Linked DNA regions of Mus musculus: region 2 is linked to region 1. The links are chromatin contacts, called in public HiChIP or PLAC-seq maps. All regions are on one chromosome and are shown on one strand. The core of a region is the stretch at or near the end of the contact, and the rest is flanking DNA. Distances in the headings are between cores, read along the strand shown.

Evidence for each region. HiChIP or PLAC-seq counts read pairs in DNA pulled down with a chosen protein or histone mark.
Region 2: a contact with region 1 is called in a BATF HiChIP or PLAC-seq map of CD8 T cells, with 11 read pairs. The contact joins two enhancer-like sites. A contact is called at or near these places in 3 of 115 datasets of contacts at active chromatin or transcription factors (CD8 T cells, effector CD8 T cells and memory CD8 T cells) and 1 of 9 other capture datasets (liver).

Annotation. Positions count from the first base shown.
Region 1 is chr1:79,559,168-79,564,531 of GRCm38.p6, forward strand. No RefSeq gene overlaps it. Among named protein-coding and RNA genes, the nearest start is that of Gm24160, 48 kb to the left of the region's middle. Within about 2 kb of position 2,229, at least 36 of the 459 cell types and tissues checked have an H3K27ac peak or open chromatin away from gene starts, as enhancers often do. A contact at or near this core is called in CD8 T cells, effector CD8 T cells and memory CD8 T cells, where this site is marked.
Region 2 is chr1:79,749,829-79,755,166 of GRCm38.p6, forward strand. The region is part of intron 1 of Wdfy1 (WD repeat and FYVE domain containing 1); the gene reads right to left. Among named protein-coding and RNA genes, the nearest start is that of Wdfy1, 9.3 kb to the right of the region's middle. Within about 2 kb of position 2,638, at least 91 of the 459 cell types and tissues checked have an H3K27ac peak or open chromatin away from gene starts, as enhancers often do. A contact at or near this core is called in CD8 T cells, effector CD8 T cells and memory CD8 T cells, where this site is marked.

The DNA of each region.
Region 1 (5,364 bases), core at 979-3,478:
TTCCAAATAAAATTGCAAAGTAAAAATTATCATTCCTGCAGCTGAAAGATGCTCAGGCGCTCCAGTTATTGACTCATGCATTTAAGTGAGATGGTTTGCCACAGGAACTGATTTTTCATTGACTGTATGAGCCCAAAGAAGATTGGGGTCTTGTAATTACGGAGAGAAGGCACAGTCAGTCGCATTGATACTGTTCCACAAGCCCTTTTCATCTATTTCTTGTGAATCATATGAACTACAGAGAGATCTCACACCCACTTTCTCATTAAGGACTGGGTAATGCATTTAACTTTCAGTTATGACTCACTTTGAAGAACACTGTGAGCTGACCTCTGGGACTTACAACAAATAAACTAGATTCTTATCAATATCAGAATCACTAAGGAAAAGTGAAGAGATTGCTTTGAGTCATCACAAGAGGAAAAACCATTCATTTTGCAAAGGCAAGAAATTATTCACAGCATGTCACAAGAATTCATTACCAAGGATATAGCACAGCATCCACCTAGACCAGAAGAGACACTCCCTTTGATGGAGAAGATTCTGGGAGCAATTCAGAAAGAGCAAATATAGACTCTTTCAGTGCCTTCACTGTGTCCCCTAATATCTGATACTAGCATTAGGTGACCTTCTGTACCCACACTATTTAAGGCACAGTTAAATACAAGCTTCAGTGGAAGCAATCCTTGGGACTGGGTTGGGGCAGGGTAGCAATCCACTTCCTTTATTGATAGGATATGCCCTGACCCCTATACTTTTATCTTCTTTACTTCTAGCATATTCTAAAATGGACTTGCTAAACATCACTGTTTGTTACAGTGCTGTCAAAAAGAAGCTACGTTGACAGACTATGCTTAAGACCAAGTGTGCAATTCCACCTTCCCCTGCTATATGCTTCTGATTGTTGTTAGCTGAGGATTTGAAATCCTCACTAAATAAAGCTGCCTGTGTTCCGTAAGAGACACTATGGGAGGTTTCCTTCAAACTGATCTTGTGTTGACCTCTAGGATAAGCCAAGGTGGACAGTGTCTTGAACTTAAGGCTCTATGTTTTCTCTGAGCTTAGTTCTTACAAGTCCAATTCACTCTGGCTAAGAATACATTGTTCGTTACAGGAAAGCACCATTAAAAATATACTCCAATTTAGAGTTGGCTTCTTTTTTTTTTATTTTTAAATATATCTGCATTGGCAATCAGCTGAGCATATGAGGAGGAGTGGTCAGAGTTCACCCTCAGATGCCTTTTGTTATTGGTCTCCACCTTAGTTTTTGAGCTACACTTGGTTTTTGAGCTTACATCTGGGCCACACTGTCTGGTCACTGAGCATCCAGGATGCATCTGTCTCTGTCCATCCTCTGTGGACAAGTGGGTTTATAGGTGCATACTACCTCACCAACTTTCATGTGGGTGCTAAGGTTCCAAACTCAGATAGGTCCTCAAGACTACACAGCAGGCTTTCTTTACTCAGTGAGCTTTCTCTTCTTCCCCCAGAACTGGCTTCTTTCAAAGTCCCCAGTTACATAAACTTATTTCCTGTTCTCTCAACCCAATTTCCTCCTAAGTTTTTTTTTTTTTCTCCAAATAGAAGACATGATTTTGAGATAGGGTAATTAAGTTTGCCCATAGACATCAAGATAATGCCTTTTATACATTCTGGTTACACAGTGAATCCGAGCTTTCTACTTCAACATCTGTTCTTTGTTTTCAGTTCAACTGCCGTGTTCCTTTAGGAATGGTTCTATCAGCCCTGCTCTGCAACTAATCTGGCGGGCACTGGGACATCAGGATACAAGAAAGGAGAAAAGTAGCACTGAAATCGCAAGCTGAATCTCCCAAGTGGGTGGGGTAACTGGCAGATAGCTAATGGAAAGGAAGCGTCGAAAGGGAACAAAATTGAAAGGAAACTTTGATAGTCACCTCAGATTTACTAGTTTCCCACAGAGAGGGCCTTCTGATTGGTTCCAAGAAAGTTAATATGTGTCATCCTGGAGACTGATGGAGAATATGCTTGGAAGAATGGAAACTAAAAGAGACTTGAACCCTGTGGGTAGTACTTAATGGCAGTCACAATGCTGCCCATCGAAGGCAATACATATCTGAAAAAACAATGGAAGTGACATTAAGTGCCTCCCTGCCTCCTTACAAAAGAAGGCCAAGCTCTTCAAGGAAGTTTATCTTGAAACCTTTTGCCTCGATCCGAATGAACAAGGAAGAATTATGAGTCAGAAACGGAAGGAAATGAGTCACAGGTTGGTGTGCTTGCCTGTTTGAACTCTGGCTTCACATCCAGCCAACCTGACTTAGAGTTTGTTTGAAACTGAGAAGCAAAGACAGTGAACATATGGCAACATTAAGATTGCTGTTTTCCCACATGCAATGCATTTCTGAATCCTATAGCTTTTGATTCAATCTAACAACGATCCTCACTCTCAGAACTCATGAAGTTCTAATGGGCTTCTGGATTTTTCTGATAAACATGTCTGTATTAAGCATGAAATTTACTAGACTGACAGGAACCATCTAACCCCAATGAGATAATTTATGATTTTCTCCCTAAGGAGCACATAAATCAATATGTTCAGAAGAAGCCAAATTAGCCATTTAAATTAGTAATCACAGTAACTATGCAACAGGCGACATCACAAAATGTGCTTCCTTAGGGTGTAGAAAATGTTTAATGATTTTAGTCAATAAAATATAAAATAGTCATTCAGAAAGAAGATAGTCTTAAATTCTCTTACATTCTGTTCTTCTATATTTATTTAAACAATAGAATTTGCGATGGATAAGCATCTGTTTCAAAGCAAAGGAAGACCTGGTTTATTTTCTGCTTCTGTAAAATAGAGCAGAAAGCCTGAGGTAGGGCAACTTATAAAGGGAATTTTTTTATTACAATGTTGGCAGCTTGGTAGGCCAAAACTGAGAGGCCATCTCTGGTAGACAGCTTGTTGGTAGGTATTCTTGGAATGGTCCTCAGAATAAAAGGAGGCCATACAGTGAGTACATATGAGAGATAAAGCCAAACTCCATCTTATCACAAAGCCACTCTTGAAATGATGAAATAACTTACCTGTCTATTAATCTGTGAATGGATGAACCCATTCATGAAGGCTCTGTCCTGGTGACCTAAACCTCTTATTAAGTCCCAATGAGGTTTTAATTTTAATGTGAGTTCTGATGGAGACATTCCTACCCTATCAACCATGGAGACAGTTAGGAAAACTCTCTTGGGGGTCTTACAAACTTACTTTATCATTCTATTCTTTTATCATCCTGTCTTTCATGGCTCTTTTCATCTGTTTTCAGGACAACAAAGTAAAAGGAGTATGCCAAATTTCTTAGTCCTCATTGCATTCTTTTAAAATTAGGCCTAATGGCAGATACCTGCAGTTCCAGTACTTCAGAGGCTGAAGCAGGAGCATCTCAAGTTTGACTCCAGCCTAGCTATATAGATAGATCTCATCACAAGAAAAAACTAATTGAATTAGTTGATTGATGATAAAACTAGTCACTATCAAGCTACTTTTATTAGCTGGTCAAACAGTCTCAGAAAATGTGTTTTGCTGCCTCTGTTCATTTCTTTCATTTGTTTCCATCCAAACTCGCTGATGTCTCTCTTGCTCCTCCCAGAGTAGCTTCCACATTTGTCCAGCTGAGTCCCAAAAACATAGCTGCATTGCCCAGTTATAAGCACAACACTGGTACTTAAAGCCAGCAGCAAAGAGTCAGGCTAATAAAAAAGAAAGAGAGAGAGAGAGAGAGAGAGAGAGAGAGAGAGGAAGGAAGGAAGGAAGGAAGGAAGGAAGGAAGGAAGGAAGGAAGGAAGAAAGAAAGAAAGAAAGAAAGAAAGAAAGAAAGAAAGAAAGAAAGAAAGAAAGAAAGAAAGAAAGAAAGAAAAAGTGCCAGAGGCAGCCGGGCATGGTGGCACACACCTTTAATCCCAGCACTTGGGAGGGAGAGGCAGGCGGATTTCTGAGTTCAAGGCCAGCCTGGTCTAAAAAGTGAGTGCCAGGACAGCCAGGGCTACACAGAGAAACCCTGTCTCAAAAAACCAAAAACAAAAAAAAAAGAAAAAAAGAAAAAAAAAGAAGTGCCAGAGGCTAGCATAGAATTTACTCTGCTACATTATCTGTTAGGAATGGCCAGAATGGAGCCACAACCAGCATCCCTACATAAATACACAGTTTCGTGGCAAGGAAGGGACCGACATACCTCATAACTAAAGCTTCTTCCAGCAGCTATAATTTAGAAGGCTTTTATATGTGCCAGCTACTATACTAAATACTTTGTAATATACGTTGACTTATTTGGTCTTCATTGAAAGTACATAAAGAAAGTATAATTGTCTCTAGGTTATGGAGAATGGGATAAAAATACAGTTGACCATAGACTGTCAATGTCACACAGTTAAGAAGTGAGGTTGCTAGCATTAAAGTCTAGCTCGGGGCCTGTCTTTAGCAGTGTGCTTAGGGTCCTGTTTAGATTATAAACGAAACTTCTTATTGATAAAGTATGTTTCTAGAAACAGGGTCAGCAAACCTTACAGGTAAAAGCACTGCCTTTCTCTCTGGTGTCTGTAGTCTATAGTCTTATTTTAGGAGGTGATTGTAGTTGGAAAGGAACAATGGGGACTTAAACCTGAGCCAGACGAAATGGATTGTTGTATAGCAGATGAATCAACAGCCATTGCTGTAGTACTCCATGGACCACACAGGTAATATTAGATATAGAAATTGGATAAATTCAGGGCAGCAGGAATCAGAGGATGCCTGACACAGAAATTAGCATGTGGTGGGTTCTGTCTCTGGATTGCTATAGCAACTGTTATCCTCACCAGATGACTTAGCAATTGACATAACATGTCTCCGTTTGTTCAAAATATTGCTCCTTCTCATCCTTAGGAAATAGTTAAGCCACCTAATATTTGAATCTGTTTCCTTAGGTGTGGGCTATTGTATTCAATTCATAGTGAACAATCAAACAAATTTTTAATGCACTTGTTGTTTGTGAATTGCATTATTTATAATGTTTTTAATGTAACACATACCATCATAAAACCGGGATGTATTCATGATAGAAATTGATTTCACTGTTCTTACACTTTGGCTCATACACACTGTTTTCTTTTGGCCTTTCAGAACTTCTTAAATAATGTCCTGATGCTTGGTACATAATAATACAAAGTATATGGGACAAGCATCCAGCCTCAAGTGCTCATTGTACCAAAGCTACATTTGAATTAGTGATTGCTACTTTCATTTTCTTCATTCCTAAACATATACATATTTCTAGAAGTGAAATTGCTTCTTATGAGGATGTGTGTTTTACATTTTACTACAAATTGCCAAGTTCTCTTAAAGGAAAA
Region 2 (5,338 bases), core at 1,388-3,887, 190 kb after region 1:
TGTGCCAGCGTCTCAAGCTAATTCTTCACTGGAATACAGAATCCCCGCTTTGCACTGATCCTAACTGAATTCTCTAACAACTGAAGAGGCCACAGGAAAGCACTTCACAACACCTCCTGGTCAAGGGAAGGCTTATGTGTGTCTGTTACTTTCCTGTGACAGCAGACTCAACACCACAGCCTGGGTCGGAGCTAAGCATTCATACCGTGGAGATCAACTATGATCTACAGAAAGGAGATCAACTATGATCTACAGAAAGGAGATCAACTATGATGTACAGAAAGGAGATCAACTATGATGTACAGAAAGGAGATCAACCATGATGTACAGAAAGGAGATCAACCATGATCTACAGAAAGGAGATCAACCATGATCTACAGAAAGGAGATCAACCATGATCTACAGAAAGGAGATCAACCATGATCTACAGAAAGGAGATCAACCATGATCTACAGAAAGGAGATCAACCATGATCTACAGAAAGGAGATCAACCATGATCTACAGAAAGGAGATCAACCATGATCTACAGAAAGGAGATCAACCATGATCTACAGAAAGGAGATCAACTATGATCTACAGAAAGGAGATCAACTATGATCTACAGAAAGGCACACCGGAGGATCAGAGAGGAGGGCTCACTTTTCTTTCCTCCAGTCTTCTCAGATGCTGTCAAAGACTTAATCCAACCAAGGTTAAACTATACATTAGGGAATCACGAAGCCCATGAACTCTCCTCCTTGGAAACCACCCTGGAGTAAGGACAAAGACGGACACAAAGCACAGTTCTTTTCTTCAAGGCACCGACTCTCAGGAAACATCTAGGAAAATCAGTATGATTCTTAATTTAGCAGTGCCCGTAAGGACATACATTTGGGTGTGTTACATATTTTCCAGAACACAGGATACCTGAATGATAACCCTGAAGAGCACGTGCCCATCTGTCATCTCCAATGAATGTCATACTCCACTTAAGTATTTCTGAAGAAGCTGAAGTCAAGCACACCCCACCTCCAACAGCAAAAATTAGTGTCTTTTCACCAATTTTCTTCCCAAGACAAACAGTATAAAGCAATTTAATCATTTTCTAATTTTAGGCTGATAACTAGGTAGTGTTCAACCAATTAATTAAAAAGCAATTTTCAGCACATACAATCTGCTACAAAATTAGTCCAAGGTGCCAATTTGTATTAAACACTGAATAAACAGTAATTGGGTACAAAGCTGATTTTTGTGACCTCTTGTAGAGATGCTGGGACTCTGAGACTTGGGACACTCTAAACACTTCTGCCACCATGACAAAGGGAATCGTGTCCTAGTCTGACTGTACTTCTGGAGGATACGGATAAAAATATTTAACTCTGGCACCTAAGATGGTTTCGAGGACACTAAGATGTTAGCCTGACAGGAAGAGGGAGTGACATCATCCTCACTTCAGTCGGCCTTTATCAAATAAATAGCAATTTCCTTCCAACCAAGTTGCTAGAACTCTGACCTCTTCATTTCCGCTAGAGAACAAAGTGTCTCCTTTGGTAACAGGGAGGCAAAACAGTGAACGGTTGTTGAGTGGATCTTGAAACCAAAAGTCTAGGAACTGGCCTGGCTTTCAGGGGGCTTGGCCTGCCTGAGGGAAAGAAGAATGCACTTACTGGCTTGTGCTACAGGAAGGAACAGGGAAGAGCTCAAGGGTCTGTGGGGACCAAGCCTCACAGCCTACTGACTCCATACAGAGAAGACGGCTCTTGGGGACTCTGGTACCTTCACCACCCCAACAAGCAGCATTCCCCACCCCCAAGAAACCACGGACACGTGGTTGAGATGCCTCCTGTGGGTTCTCTGTGTGACTGGAGAAACCAGTCCAGATGTAATCTTTAAAATGATTTTGTGTGACTCCTGTGCTAAGGAAAATCTCAAACTCCAGATGTCAGGGATAATCTAGACAGGCTGGGATCAGCATGGGTCCACAGAATACTCTTTCTTAGGGTTAAAAACAAACAAACAAACAAACAACAAAAAACTTGAGCTCTCCCACTGCCTGGCAGGGCTGTCTGGACACCTATGATTAATAAACTAACCCAAGTAAGCACAGTTAGTGGTAAGTTCTGCTCTCTGGTCCTTTATTGGTTTGTTTAGTGATTCGATCAAACCAGCACTGCACACACTGCTTAAGCTTCACACTGTTTAAGCACTGGAAGAGGCCAGCCCTCGGTGAGTAAAGACAAGCGTGTTAACAGGGAAGGATGTCATGGGGCCAGATCTGTGGGAACAGCGAAAGATGGGCCACACTCAGAAACTCAGGATGCGGGAGCAGGATGGATGAAACAAAACCGTACCCCTCAAAGTCCAGACCTTCAAACAACTTCCCCCTTAGGTATGAGGAAATCAGTCAAGCACACAAGGTAGGAAATGCTGGAGGAAACGTAGTAAGGAGGCCCTTTGAGGGTACCCAAGTAACCCAGGAAAGGCAGTCCAAGTGGTATTTTCTACAAACCTACTGTAACCTAGTACTCCCAAATGCTCCCCATCAACAATGACTTCAAGCATGTGTGTGTGTGTGTGTGTGTATGAGAGAGAGAGAGAGAGAGACACCCTGGTTTCCCCAGAAGCCTTTTCAGGTGACTGACGATCCTGCAGGCAGGCAAACAAACAAAGAAAAAAAAATGAGATAAGAAGAGGAAGTTGCCCTGAGAGGTGACCTTTGGGCCAAGGTCTATACAAAAAAGTCAGCTGCAAGTTCACTTTGATCTTAAAGGGAACTGTTCTGAATAAAGCTGTGTGTGGTTTATGAAAAAAAATGAGTAATCAGAAAGATGGTTTTGAGATCAATTGGTAGGATGCTTACCTGGCATGCAGCAAGCCCTGAATTCCAGCTGAAGCAACATATATGTGGGGTGTGATGGCTCACACATGTAATCCCAATACCAAAGTGGCTGAGCCAAGGAAACTAAAAGCTCAAGACCATTCTTGGGGTAAATCGTGAGTCTGAGGCCAGCCTAGTATACATGAGAGAACTTCTGTCTCAAAAAACAGAAAGAGAATATTTCATCATGAAGTATAAAAAAACACACCATCAAGTGAGTAAGTACACATTCATGCTCTCTTGACTTTCAAAACAATTTGCTAAGTGCATTTTACAGAGGGAAGGAAAGAGAAACAGCTGAGTTCTAGAAACTACTACCATTTGTAACAATTCAACTTTGCTCCTACGGGAGAGCTTGCAGGGAAAGTCACCCAGAGGGGGAAGGGCCTACAAAACAGTGATGCGAGTCTCTGTCAACCAACCCAATGATGCTATGACCCATGGAGGTACTGGCCACATGGGAGGATCAGATGAACGAACCCAAACAGCAGCAGCTAGTACCTGTTAGTTAGGAGGAGGCTGAAATGGTAGATGGAAGAATTATTCCATAACCAAAAGAGAAGCAGGGAAGGAGAGTGGCTTGAGGAGGGTGCACATGAGCCACAGCATTAGGTGAGGAAAGGTGTCAGACCTGGATGGGACAGAGAACACACTGGCAAGAACCACTGAGAAGTGAGAAATAGGCACGGAAAGAAAGTTGGGTACAGAATAGTTATAAGGTTCCCTGTGTCCTATTTTAGACATGATGCCTCCCTCACATTGTTAATGAAAGATCATATGCAGGGAAATGATACTGTAAAAAGCCATTTTGAGGACACCAGTTTGGCAAGACAGATTCAAGGATGGAATCCCAGGGCTCAGAGCAATGGAACTGCTCATGGCGGCTGCTGTAGTCATCAAGGTTAAACAGTGGCTAAGAGATGAGGACAAGCCTGAGATGAAGATGGACGGGCCTGCATGGCAGAGTCAGGCCTGAGACAGCTGCCCTGCCCTCAAGGCTGGCCCTCAGATGGTGTCTCTCTCTGACCTTGAATTTTAGAAGGTTCCCAACATTCCCTTGCTCAAAAGAGTGGCTTATCTTGTTTAGTGTTTGTACAAAATATATGGTTTATGCCGGACACTTGTTTGTATTTTCCAGATTCCAGAATTGTAGTACATGATATGGAGAGGGTGTGCATCTAACTAGCCCTAGGCATGCTTGGCACACCGTCTCTACTGAACTCCTGATAAACAGTATTGAATATAAGGGGCCACATAATCCAACAGTGGAGGCATTTAGCACATCTTGTGTCACTCCAGAGAGGACTCTCAGAAACTTGGTCTGGTGTCTTCCTGTCTTCCCTGCATGCATTACACATATGCTGTGACAACGTGCCATGGCTGAGGGTAAGGAGTGAGTCCTGATCTTGGGGTTCTCTGACACAGTAGGAGAGATCTACGAGGGACATGAAGATGACCGAAAAGGCTTGTGTTTGACCAAATAAGGAAATAAAGACAAGGTATGACTCAAAGTCAGCTATAAGAGTGTAATTGACTCCCAAATGCTAGTGCCTTATTTAGGGCAAGAAAAAAATTTCACTTTATTCATACACACAGGAATGCATCCCCCTCCATACACACACACACACACACACACACACACACACACGGCGGGAATGTTTTTAGCTTCTGATGACAAAGGAAATTAAATTAAATGGGAATGAGCTGCCAGCTGCTGGCCCTTGTGAAAGACTCAGAAGTGCTTTCCCTCATGTTATCAACCTGTCAGCCCTTCATAAGACCCGAAGTGGTAGACACCACATCTGCACTTTGCAGCTGAGGAGACCATGATGCAAAGGGGCTAAAGTAATACGTCCATGGTCACATGACTTGGATTCCAACTCTGGCAGTCTATCACTGGAGCCTCCATTCTGTTTTGTTTTGTTTTGTTTTGTTTCGAGACAGGGTTTCTCTGTATAGCCCTGGCTGTCCTGGAACTCACTCTGTAGACCAGACTGGCCTCAAACTCAGAAATTCGCCTGCCTCTGCCTCCCAAGTGCTGGGATTAAAGGCTGGAGCCTCCATTCTTAATTACACTATAAAATGAAAACGACTACCAGTGAGCGTAGCTCCAGCACCGGAGCGTCTCTGCAGGCTGCCTCACTCTTCGGCGTGTCAAATAACAGACTAAGGGATCCACTTTTCAGTCCTGAATGACAACCCCTCTGGATAAGGATTCTCCTTCCACCTACAACAGATTTCCCTTCTAAGCATTTTACCTAAAAACCTGGGTTTAGAGTCAGTCCCCATAAACTATTAGGAAATACAGAAAATTTCCTATCAACCATCTTAATATGTTTATAAGTGTTCAAAAACGGTTTGGAGACATTGCTCAGTTAATAGTGTACTTGCCAGACAAGAGCAAATGCCTGGGTTTGATCCACAGCCCTGCAGAAACCTGGCTTGCTGGCATATGCCCGTAACCCCAGAACTCAGGCAGA